2 separate regions of the Mus musculus genome follow, and region 2 is linked to region 1. The links are chromatin contacts, called in public promoter capture Hi-C maps. All regions are on one chromosome and are shown on one strand. The core of a region is the stretch at or near the end of the contact, and the rest is flanking DNA. Distances in the headings are between cores, read along the strand shown.

Region 1 (5,748 bases), core at 1,824-4,323:
GAGAAAAATTAAGGGAAGGGGGTCTGAGAATGGAGAGGAGAAGAAGAGAAACAGCTACAACGACTTTTGTTTGAAAAAACTACGTGATGAAACTTAACTATTTTCAAGTTGATAAGATAGAAAAGGAAAAGAAGATGTCCCCATGGCTATTTATGAGCTGCTGAGATAGAGATTCTCAAGGATTAAGCATAGAAGGGTATAAAGAGTGGCTTTGAAAACAGACAAGAGCCTTGAACTCAAATGCATGTGAGGTCAGTAACTGTACACATCAGGAAAGTTTCAGTTGAAGGCATGAAAGGAGTCATATTTGTAATTTATATTTCACAAGTTCTTGCAACATCCTCCCCCTAAAAAGGGCCTACACTTTCACAGCTAAACTCAAAACTGATGGGTACATCTGCTGAGACCAAACAGGAAGGGAGAAAAGGGAGAGGCTGGCTGGCTTCACAAGGAAGACTGTGTGGAAGACACTAAAACCGCAAGTCGGGGATAGGCAGAGGAATGCGTGTTTCTTTAAAGATGGACCAGTTTTTCACTAAAATAATAAAATAAATGTTCTCCATTAAATATATATTGAGACCCATTTCTGCATTTCATCCTTGGTCACTGTTCCACAGAAAATGCAGTTTGTTTGTATTTTCCCTGAAACAATGTATCATTTCTGCATTCCATATTTGGTCACTCTTCTAGAGAAAATGAAGTTTTTTTTTTTCCTGAAACAATGTATCATTTTACTTCTCACATTTTGTCATTGGTTCACATGCTTTCACTTCTACCTTAGACTCCAAATGGCAACAGACATCTGAATTCACGATGTCATCTAGCCAGTATCAGATATACTCATGCCAAGTAATCAAGACGAGCCTACTTACTTAATTCCCCTCACATCTGATAGAGCTGGTTTCAGGGAAATGATTCTATGGCAGAATGTGTGTTTTCCTTTCCTGTGAACAGGATTGTTATTGTCTGTCCTTACTTGAAACCAAAAATTGCTTTTGGATTTGAAGTGGGCATGCTGCTGTGGAAATCATCCAAATAGATAAGCCAATGACTGGCTGCTGAACCCAGTCTGCCCTAATGAGTCACTGGAAACCACAGCTAAGGAAGCCTTTTGCAGGTCTCCCTGACTATATGTATTTAAATTAATTGTGCTGTGTTGACGAGAAGACTGATTTGAAAAAAAAAAAAAAAAAAAAAAGCACTCTCAGTAGGGTGATTCTGAGCAGTTGGAATGACACACATGTCTATGATGGTAGGTGGTGTCCATTTAAGTTAAAAGGGAAGTCGGCACTATCTGCTGACATTTTAGCCTATGTTTGGGTGTTGTCACTTTGTCTGTCTCTACTCCTAGCTTGAACTCTCAGATACTTACTGTTCAGTGTTGACACAGTTCTCCTCACTCCTGGCCCCAGGAAGCTGTGGGAAGGAAATAATCTCAGACATGGAAATGGTCACACCTGCAGTTCTCAGCAGCCTATCAACTACCCATCATGGCTGAACCCTGTCAGACCTATTTGTAAAGATGAGGACAGGATCATAGGATTGGTCTGTACTGGCCTGAGACATTGGTCATTCCTTTGACTGGTGACTACATCTTGTGAGGCAGAAGTTCCTGAAAGAGCAGGGATCTTCTATGTGGCTCGGGCCATGGCTGAGCATCCTTCCTTAGGGAATTATGAATAGCCCTCTGTGTCAGTTTGTCACCCTAGAAGTCTCCTGACTCATCCCCTGGGACATTGTGGTTGTCTTCCTTATCCCTGCACTGCTGAAAATTGAAATCTAGCCCCAGTGCTATTCATTTTCAGCCTTCACCACATCAGTATCTCACTACACAAGAAGAGCAATGGGGGAGATGTTACAAAGAAAGAAGAATAAAGAAGAAAAGGAAATGCAGAAACCAAGAGAACATATAAGAAAATGTACTTTTATATATTGGTTAACTTGCGTGGGAAGCAAAGCAGACAGCTGCTACCAGCACAGGAATGAGATGCAGTCTAGTTTCTGCAGTGTCTTGCTCAGCTAGACTTCCTAGCTATGTAAACTTGGCCTTGGCATTTGTCCAGAATCTCTCACTATACTGACCCTTTTTTCAACTAAATGGTGACTCACAGGCTTTTCTTTCACAGAGGAGTAAAATAAATTGTTTAAAATATTATTAAAGAGACCTTTGGTACTGGGAACTCACTGGGTAATCCCTGCACCCCTGTTCAAGCTGAGTATAACATATACTATCTCTGATTGTTCTAATTTTTCTCCCTCTTTCCATGAGCATCAGTCACACATACATACATCTACACACACACACACACACACACACACACACACACACACACACACACACACACACATACACATACACACATCTCTGAAACCCCCTATTATTAAACAAACACCATAGTACTCTTTTCTCACTCCCTTTTGGGTTCTATATCAGTTTTTGCTCCATCCATTTCCTCCTAGAGACAGCATAGCTAAAGCAATACGCAAAGGAAAGTTTCTTCCTGCTGTTTCACAATTGAACACACCTGGATGAAATAAAACAGGCCAGAGGCCATCAGCACCTGGGCCCAGGCTGTCATTAGGCTGAACATCTGGTCCAGAAAGGTCACGCCGGCTGCATCTGCTGTATCCTTCCCATGCTCCGTGCCACGTGGAACTTGGTGGTGAAGGATTCCTAAAGAGAATTTTTTCTCGGCAATAGATCAATCTCCTCTCCTTGTTCCCGCTGGCTTTATATTTTACGGTTTCCTTTTCCCTTTTAGTTTCCTCCTCCTGAGTTCTCTTCACGGGGTCTCCACATTGGCTTCCTCTCCACTTCCTTTCTTCAATCAAACTTTTCTGTGTATTTAATTTTTCTTCGTCTGCATTCAAGAAGAGCACATTTGTCCTCTGAGTTAGATTTTTTTTTCCTCAGTCTATAATGAGAGACTTGGACCTGTAATAGGTCAAAGGCAGATTGTGAGTGACCAGATGTGTTCTTGTGTTCATCAGGAAACTAGTTACACACTCTCGGCTCCTGGATGACCGCTGAAGTCTGAAAGTCACTGCCAATCTCTCTCCACCCTCTCTCCATGTGATTGGCATCTGCCTTCTTACTCCTTAAAACTCTCCCCTTACCGTGTTGATAATCAACCCTGCAGGTTCTGGGTCATTTATTGCAGCCATTCAGCAGGACTAAGAGATTTTAAAGGAGCTAGAAAGTTATCCCTACTTTAGAGTAGGTAGTGGGTTTCAAAACTAGAAGTGCCAGGTGCTAACAATGGTCTCAGCCTCCTGCTTCAGTTTCAGAAACACAGGCATAGTTTTAAAAACCATTTTCCAAGTTAACACACTCTCTCTCTCTCTCTCTCTCTCTCTCTCTCTCTCTCTCTCTCTCTCTCTCTCTCTCTCTCCCTCTGCTCCTCTTAAAGCAGTGTTGTGATGTTGTCACTAGAGAACCAGGCTCAGAGCATACAATCACGGTTCCATCTACTGAGGAGGCTGAGACACGAGGATCATATGGGTCTAGTTCAGGAAAGTAAGACTACCCTAGGGAACAGCAAGACCTCCATCTAAACCCACATATTATCAACAATAAAATAAGACTTACAAGTCATATTTTAAAATAAGCACACCACACGGAAAGGATATAAAATGGCTATACAGGAAAATATTGTCCAGAGCCAGTGAATGCCATATAAACGACTGATATTTAAGGAGGAATCTTTTACCCAGATCCCAAAGTACTAAGTAAGAACACTCAGTGTTGGTTCACAGTGACATGTCTGTTTCACAAGACTGAACAAAATTAGATTTCAGCTGCTTTCTAATTGATGAGGAGAGGCTGCAGGGTGGGTCCTGATGAGGGAGTTTGTGGAGTGGGTTCCATCACACTCAAGGCCCCACACACCATGTGATCAGACCGTGATGATATGATGTGAGAATTATGAATGCAAACAATTTCCTGTTCTCAGCTAAGGAGAGCAAACAGTGAGAGAACTCTCTGGTACAATGTTGCTCTCTCCAAGTTGTCCATTTCTTTTTATAACATAGGCTCTTGAGTGAAATGTACTTTCCAAACTTCAATAGAAAACTCTGTGAGACAGAAGGCATTCTGGAGGAGTGGAGAGCAGGACTTAAGTTACAGCCTTTCACTAGGCCTGGACCTTACTGCACCTCCTTCTTCAGAGAGCATAATAAATAACTCCTGAACTAGCATCAGCTGTTGCTTCAGCGAAAGGAAATCGGGGTCAAGGAGGCATCTTGTGTGGAATATTTTTATTCAAACACCACATAATAGAAAAACTTCATGAATACCCCCCCCACACACACACCCTGTTTTCTTTTCTTGTGGGAAAGACAGTAAACCAGCATGGGTTAAGACCATAGCTCAGGGTCTTGATCCAGTCACTTGCTTGACCCCCTGTTTGTTATGGGATCTTGGACAAGGCATTTTATGTCTCTGTCAGCTCAGTTCAATTTGATATGGAAAGCACTCTGGTTCTCAATATCCACATAGTGACTCATGAATTGTAGCTCCAGTCCCAGAGGAATCTCAGGCCAACTTCTGTCCTCCATGGGAATCAGGCATGTGGGTAGTGAGCATATATACACAAAAGCAAAGTACTTATACAAATAAATAACAAAATAAAGGAATCTTTATGATGTATATTACAGTCCTGATAGCAAGCATTTGATATTAGTTAAGATACTTTTAATTTATCTCTATCTTACATGTGATGGTTCCTTCCAATATACAGGATCATTAATGTCCACTATGACTCTTCTGTCTTTCTACCAGTCCTTTCTAGATGGCAATATATCTTTCTAATAGTCTTTTTTTCCTTGAACAGTTCCCATGCTAACCAGGCCATTTCTTTTCCCACCCGCACCAGCCTTCACCTGCATGAACAGGTTTTCCAATTACTTTGGCTTTCCCCCCTGGCAGTTTCTGGCCACATGATTGCAATCGTCTTTCTTGCCCTGGAGCTTCCCAGCAGGCCTGAACACCACAGGCTTTGGTTAATGACTCCCTTGTTGTTTTCTTTTTCAGAATTACCCGTACCATTTCTTTCTTATCCCATAAGCAGGAAAGAACTTCCTTTGTTGATTCTAATGTGTCAGTGTCCTGTGATGGCTCCCGTCACAGCTTTTAAGTAGGAAATGATGATAGAGGGAAGATCATTCCTAAGAAGAAAAGGTCCACATGGCATAAGGACAGAGGGCACGGAGCTGGAGACATGGAGGACATTCTCATTACCAGCCTACATAATCCCATTCCATTAAGCTTGTCAATCATTAGCTTATACTATGTTGTGAAGGACTAGGACTTCGGCCAACAAAAGGTACACATACACTGCCCTCTTCACCTGTGCTTCAGGGCATTGTTATACAACCACTCTAACAAGTGTAGCCAAAGAATTGCTAACTTGGGGTTCCTTTGATTATTCTCCTTTGACCTTGGTTGCCAGGTGCACCCCCTCCTGCTCCCCTTCCATTCTGTATCTCAATGAATAGAAACCAGGAATACTGGTACTCTGAGGTACCAACATCAAGCTGTACATGTCTGAACAGTGGGTTGGGCCATCTCCAATGGTCAAGAATGGAGACAGTGGCAGAAGTCAGTTTCATTCTAAAACCTTTGGGTATTTCACTAAGAAGCATCTCTGTTTTAAGATCCAAGATCATAGCATAGATATTTAATTCCAACCTCAGAGACATGGAAACTTAGCAAGAGCATTAAACAGGGGGCTTTGTTCCTCCCTTGAG
Region 2 (5,748 bases), core at 2,027-4,526, 1.9 Mb before region 1:
CCTTTATCTACTGATCCCTCCCTCTCTCCAGACCACCCACCTGCTTTTCTAACTGGGGGGAATTTGAACTGGAAAGGGATAGGGCTTCTTAAGATAAACGTTCAGGGAAGAAGGTTAATCAGCTTTGCTACTGCCCCACCCCTACCTGTGCTTCCAAAGCCCGCCTTAGGCTGGGGGCCACCGGTCCCTTTGTGGCATCCTATTAACCTTTCCTTGAATACAGTCTGTGTCTGGTAGCTCTCAGGGGGACACTTGAGAGGTTTAACTGAAGGATTTTCTTATTTTAAGTCCTGAAAACCAGCTTTCAAATAACTCCGGCTAGTCAGAGGAAACACATTACCCAAGACCACAATATCCACCTATCCACCTCGTCACCCATTCCTTGGACTACATGCTTTTCAGTATCCTGCCATTTCACTATCCCACGATAGGAATGTCTCTTCCCTCCCTCAGGCTAGAAATTCCAGTCTGCAAAAATTTCTCAGCTTCTGGGCAGGTAATCATGTTCATAATATTCTGAATGTTCTTTGCTTAGCTCTGTCATGTGTCCCAGTGGTCGGTCCAGCTTTAGTAAAGTTACAACCACCTGATACTCAAGACTCTGACAACACTGACAACATCTTGAAGTGGTCATTTAAGTTTCAATTCGTTCTGGAGTTTTGTCTTCCATTTTTGGTTGCTTGTTTTAAATCACTCATTCATTAATGATAGTCTTACATGAAAATGTTCTCTAAGGCACTGCAAAATGCAACAACCCTCTGGTTATCTATATTTCATTTTCTCTTCCTCTTCTTCCTCCTCCTCTTCCTTCTAGCATGTTGGGTTACATCTAAGATCTTGTTTAACATAAGTAAGATTTTTTTTTCTGCTTTTCCTTTTCAGACAAATCTCCTTAGTTACCCCTAGAACTGACTCTGTACTCATTCAATTCTCCATCCTCAAGCTCCCAAGTAGAACCTTGTGAGCAGACACACAAACTGGACACCTGAGTCCCAGTCAAACTGGTCAGTCACCAGGTTTGCCTGTATTTCTGGGACCAAGGTATTGCCAGATTGTGGGAATTTGCATTAAATTTTCACATTGATTTGGCTTCAATGTTAAAATCTATAATTACCCATGCCTCTGATGTAAACCACAATGGTATTTTTGTTGTTGTTGTAATCTTGAGGAGAATACAAAAGGTATGAATAACATTACAAACATATTCTGGAATGGGAAAGAACCATGAAGTGTCTCAGCACAGGCAGACAGGTAGGAGAGAAGAGAAGGAGGACAAAAAAGAAAGGTAGGAATAGAGGGAGAAAGAAACAAGATACCATGATAGAAGGTTAATTGTACATAATTCTTTAAAAAGACATAACCAGAACAATTAATGATGTTGACTCCCCAGGGCTTACAATAGCAGAGTAGCCAAGATCCCAGATTTCAAAGAGTATGAAAACAGAGTTACCAGATCCCAGCTTAAGGGAAATTACTATAAGAGCAGCCACCAGACAAGGTCTACTGCCTTCTGTAAAATGACCCATGACCCACAACCCTGGGGGAGGGATCTTGGACAATAAATATCCCAACTCAGGTTGTTCCCTTCCTTTTGTTTGTTAGTAATGCATACTAGTGGCTGGAACAACCACAAGCCAGAGGCCATTTACAGAAGGTGTCTAAAGTGGTTAGCTTCCTAGGACTCAGAGAAAGAAGGAAAGGGAGGCAGCAAGAATGGACTTAAGGCATGTGCATACAACACACACACATACACACACACACACACACACACACACACAAACACATCATTTTCTTCCCTCCTACGTGCTAGTCAAGCACTCACTCTGACACTGAGCCACATCCCCTGCCCTTTCTTTTTCTTTTTCTTTTTTTTTTTTTCCAATGTTTTTATTTTGAGACAGGGTTGCACTAAGTTGCCAGGGATAGCCTAAGCATACTCTGTAGTCCAGGCAATCCTTCAACTATCTTCCTTTTAACTTTTTCCAATTTAATTTTGACAGTTTCATACATACATGCAATGGATTGAGAACATCCCCACCACACTCTCTTGTTCTCTCATTCCTGTTAAGCCCCCTTTTCTTCCCAAGTAGCCCCCTCCGACTTTCACATCTTATTTTGTATATGCAGGTTTTGTACAGGTGACCATCCTCCAGATCTTCCATCTTTCTATTCCCATTTTGGTGATGTTCCCTGAGCCTGGAGAAGGAGATGTCCCATTTAAGGCCACTCAACAGTCACTTAGTGTCAGCACTTTGTCCAGTTATGAGTCTCTATATTAACCAAAACCGCTCAGCCAAAGCCAAGAGAAGCACCAGTCTGGGTGCATACAAGGATTTAGAAGGCACTTAGACTGTGTGTCCATTCAGCATAGCATCAATATTAAGGTCTTCCTAGGGCCTGTGAGCTCTGCAGTCACAGTATTTCCCCCAAGTTTACAACAGAATGGGAATTCCTTCCCATGGAGATAATTAATCATGACCTCATTACAGCAGTAGGAACACTTTGTCTGGCAGACACGAAGGTCTTGCAGTCTGCAGCATTCACGACTCAGTAAGACCAAAGATGCCTTTTGTCCCCTCCCCTAAACCCCAGCAGTCTGCATGCCACCTGCTGGTACCATGGTGCTGAGTGCTAAAGAAGCTTCAAGCTCAGTTCCAGCTTGATTTACATAAGTGCTTTGTCCCAACTATGTTGTGTCTTTAACCCTAGGGTCTTCTGGGTGGCCAAGAGCAGTGACAATAGCCTCCATTGTTTTGGGAGCCTCTTGGGGCTTCCTAGCCAATATCTTGTAGGGAAATATCCTGCACTTGGCACTGAAACTTTTGATAAAGACCCATGAAATCTGAGGACAGCATTCTTCATTGATACAGGGCGACATTAGCCAGACTTTATAATAATTACCTCTTTATTTAGCTTGCAAAATAATAGGTTTCTATGCAGAGTTTCCTTGTATTCTAAGTTGTGGTTACATTTCCCAAGTCCCCACTACCTCATCAACCACCAATTCCCATTTTAACTTTTTTCAGTCCTAATAACCCTCTCCTCTACTGTACCATGTGTACCACGTGTTGTACTACTCCTCCTGCCAAGACATTTTTTTCCCCCACACACAGTTTCTTCTGACACCTTTCTTCCTTCCTAGCTTTGACAGACACTCACCCCAACACAGAAGTTTAAAATTTTGAAGCTAGGATCCACACATGAGAAAAAAACCATAATGGCATTTGTCTTTCTGGGCTGTGGTAACCCCCACTCACTGTAATATTTTCCACTTCTTTTCTGACGTTGCAAACTTCCCTTTCTTCTTCACCGATGAGAATCCTGTTAGTTATATATACCCCATCTTCACTATGGAGTCATTAAGTGATGCATGTTTAAGCTGATTGCGTTCCTTGGCTATTGTGAATAGAGCTGCAATGGGTGAGCATCTGTTGCAGGATATTTGATGACACTGTGAACCCCAAGGTTACCTTAGGGTGTTGCTCAGCCCTATGCACACGCTTAATCCCTCTGCCTGGAATACAGACATATCTTGAATACACACCTTTAACCTAAAACAATGAAGGTAAGATCAGTTTAAGAAGGATGCACCCAGGTTAAAAATTAATGTCTAATTGAGTGGCAGCTGAAGTGACCAATCAGAGAAAGATTTAACAGGATAAGGTATGACCAAATGTCATAAGGAAAGAAGAAAGGGGAGCTACTTTAAAAAAAGCAATGTGGAGAGAGAAAGAGGGTGCAGGGGAAAGGTAGTTTTATTAGGATAGCTGTACCGAATCTGGTTGTAGAGATAGAACAAGATAGACCCAGGTGAAGACAGAATGAACTAGAGAAGTGAGAAGTCAGAAGATTAGAACAGATTGGCAGAGTTAGTTGGAGGCAAAGCAGAGCAGTTTAGGAGAAGCTGGAAGAAGCCAGATTAAATCAGTCAACTTGGAGAGGAATTTGAGCCAGAACAGGTGAGTTGAACCAGCCACCCAGAGATCAGAAAGAACTAGGAAGAGTGATTTTATTCAGCAGTAAGTCTCAGAGGCTGAAAACATTCTAGGCCTAGATTAGATTGTATGGAGACTAGAAGCTTCCAGGACTAGGCCTAAGTTAGCAGAGGCAATAAGCTTCCAAGATGACAATTGCATCAGGCGAATAAAAGTTATTTTTACAAGTGTCTCTGTAGTAGAATGTGGAGTCATTTGGGTATATGCCTAGATATAGCTCGGTCATGTGGTAGTTCTATTTTTAGCTTTTTGAGAAACCGCCATTCTGGCTTCCACAGTGACTACACCAGTTTTCAGCCACACCAACAGTTTCCTTTTTGATGGCCTCACCATCATTTGTTATTTGGTGTTTGTTTGTTTGTTTGTTTGTTTTGTTATAATCACTCTTACTGAGCTGAGATGGAATCTCAAAGTAGTCCTAATTTATACTTACCCGTGGCTAAAGATGTTGAGCATTTTTAAAAATGGTTATTAGCCATTTGTACTTCTCTGTCCACTTCTGTACGCCCTCCCTCTTTTTAAATTGAGTTATTTGGTTTCTTGAAGGTTTTTGAGTACTTTGCATGTTCTCGACATTAATTATCCATACAGGTGGTAAGGATTTCTTTCCTCATTCTGTAGTCCGCCCCTTCATTTAATTGATAGTTTCCTTTGTTGAAAAGAAAAACTTTAATTTGATGAGGTCCACCTGTCAATGGTTAGTCTTATATCAGGGCAACAGAAATCCCATTTAGAAAGTCCTAACTTTTGCCAACACCTCGTATAGTGTTTTCTACCTTTTACCTTAGAAGTTGCAGGTTTCATGTTAGGTCTTTGATATATTTGATATATACACTGGCTATTTGGAAATTTTTGTGCTTTCAAATGAATTTTAAGGTTGTTTTGTTTCATTCTTTTCTGTTTAGAGTGGCACTGGGGTTTTAATTGGGATTGTACTGAATCTGTGGTTTGTTTTGAGCATCTCGTCCCAGATTGTAAAGTATCAAGGATTACAGAACTTTCAAGCCCAGCTACGTTCTTCTTTTCTCTCCTCTTCTTTTTGTTCTCTCCCTTCCTTTCTTTCTTCCTTCCTTCCTTCCTTCCTTTCTTCCTTCCTTTCTTCCTTTCTTTCTTCCCCGCCCCCCTCTCTTCCCCTTTCTCCTTCTGTTTTCCTCCTCCAGTTCTTCTTCATTTTTGAGTCAGGGCCTCATACAGCCTTGGTTGTCCTCAAATTCACTATGCTGCTGAGGGCTTCCTTCCTTGAGCTCCTGATCTTTTGGGTTCCCTGGTTCCACTTCTCAGGCACTCAGATTTATAGGCATGAAGCACCATCATATAGAGCTTGCCCTATTGTTGTTAACTTCAAATTTGCCTTATGCTGGAAAGCCAAAGGTGATAAGAAGTTCAGTGATTAGCACAGCTCTGCCCATCCTCCTCATCCATATCCAGCCTGTAATTCTTACAAAAAACACACCCATTAGTCTGTGACCCCTGTTCACACGTACACTGCCCATTTGGCACCGTGCCCAGGCTTAGTGGTTCTATAGTTCTGCACTACAGTCATTAAACAACATTTTTCCAAGGATAGTATGCAATCCAAATCCACCACCATAAAATTCCCTGCACCTCACAGTCATTCCAAGAGGCACAAAAAGAATAGACAAGAGTCCCAGTTACCCATAGTAGCTGATGGTTCCTTTCCTATCTTCAAAACCTCCTAGCCTTGGACCCTGTCTTTATGTCTCTTCTCAAAGTCACTTCTCTCCTTCACTCC

What was found. Promoter capture Hi-C pulls out the DNA fragments that hold promoters and counts their contacts.
Region 2: a contact with region 1 is called in a promoter capture Hi-C map of hematopoietic stem and progenitor cells. The contact joins the enhancer-like site here to the promoter of Tmem52b in region 1. A contact is called at or near these places in 8 of 39 promoter capture datasets (the C10 cell line, the HPC-7 cell line, cranial neural crest and 5 more), 1 of 15 datasets of contacts at CTCF or cohesin (large pre-B cells) and 1 of 9 other capture datasets (liver).

The regions. Positions count from the first base shown.
Region 1 is chr6:129,509,882-129,515,629 of GRCm38.p6, reverse strand. It overlaps Tmem52b (transmembrane protein 52B), which reads right to left and starts at 3,073. Exons shown (of 5, transcript NM_001081186.1): 1 at 2,526-3,073; 2 at 1,373-1,416. The coding sequence starts at 2,591.
Region 2 is chr6:131,402,934-131,408,681 of GRCm38.p6, reverse strand. No RefSeq gene overlaps it. Among named protein-coding and RNA genes, the nearest start is that of Ybx3, 17 kb to the right of the region's middle. Within about 2 kb of position 3,276, at least 22 of the 459 cell types and tissues checked have an H3K27ac peak or open chromatin away from gene starts, as enhancers often do. A contact at or near this core is called in hematopoietic stem and progenitor cells, where this site is marked.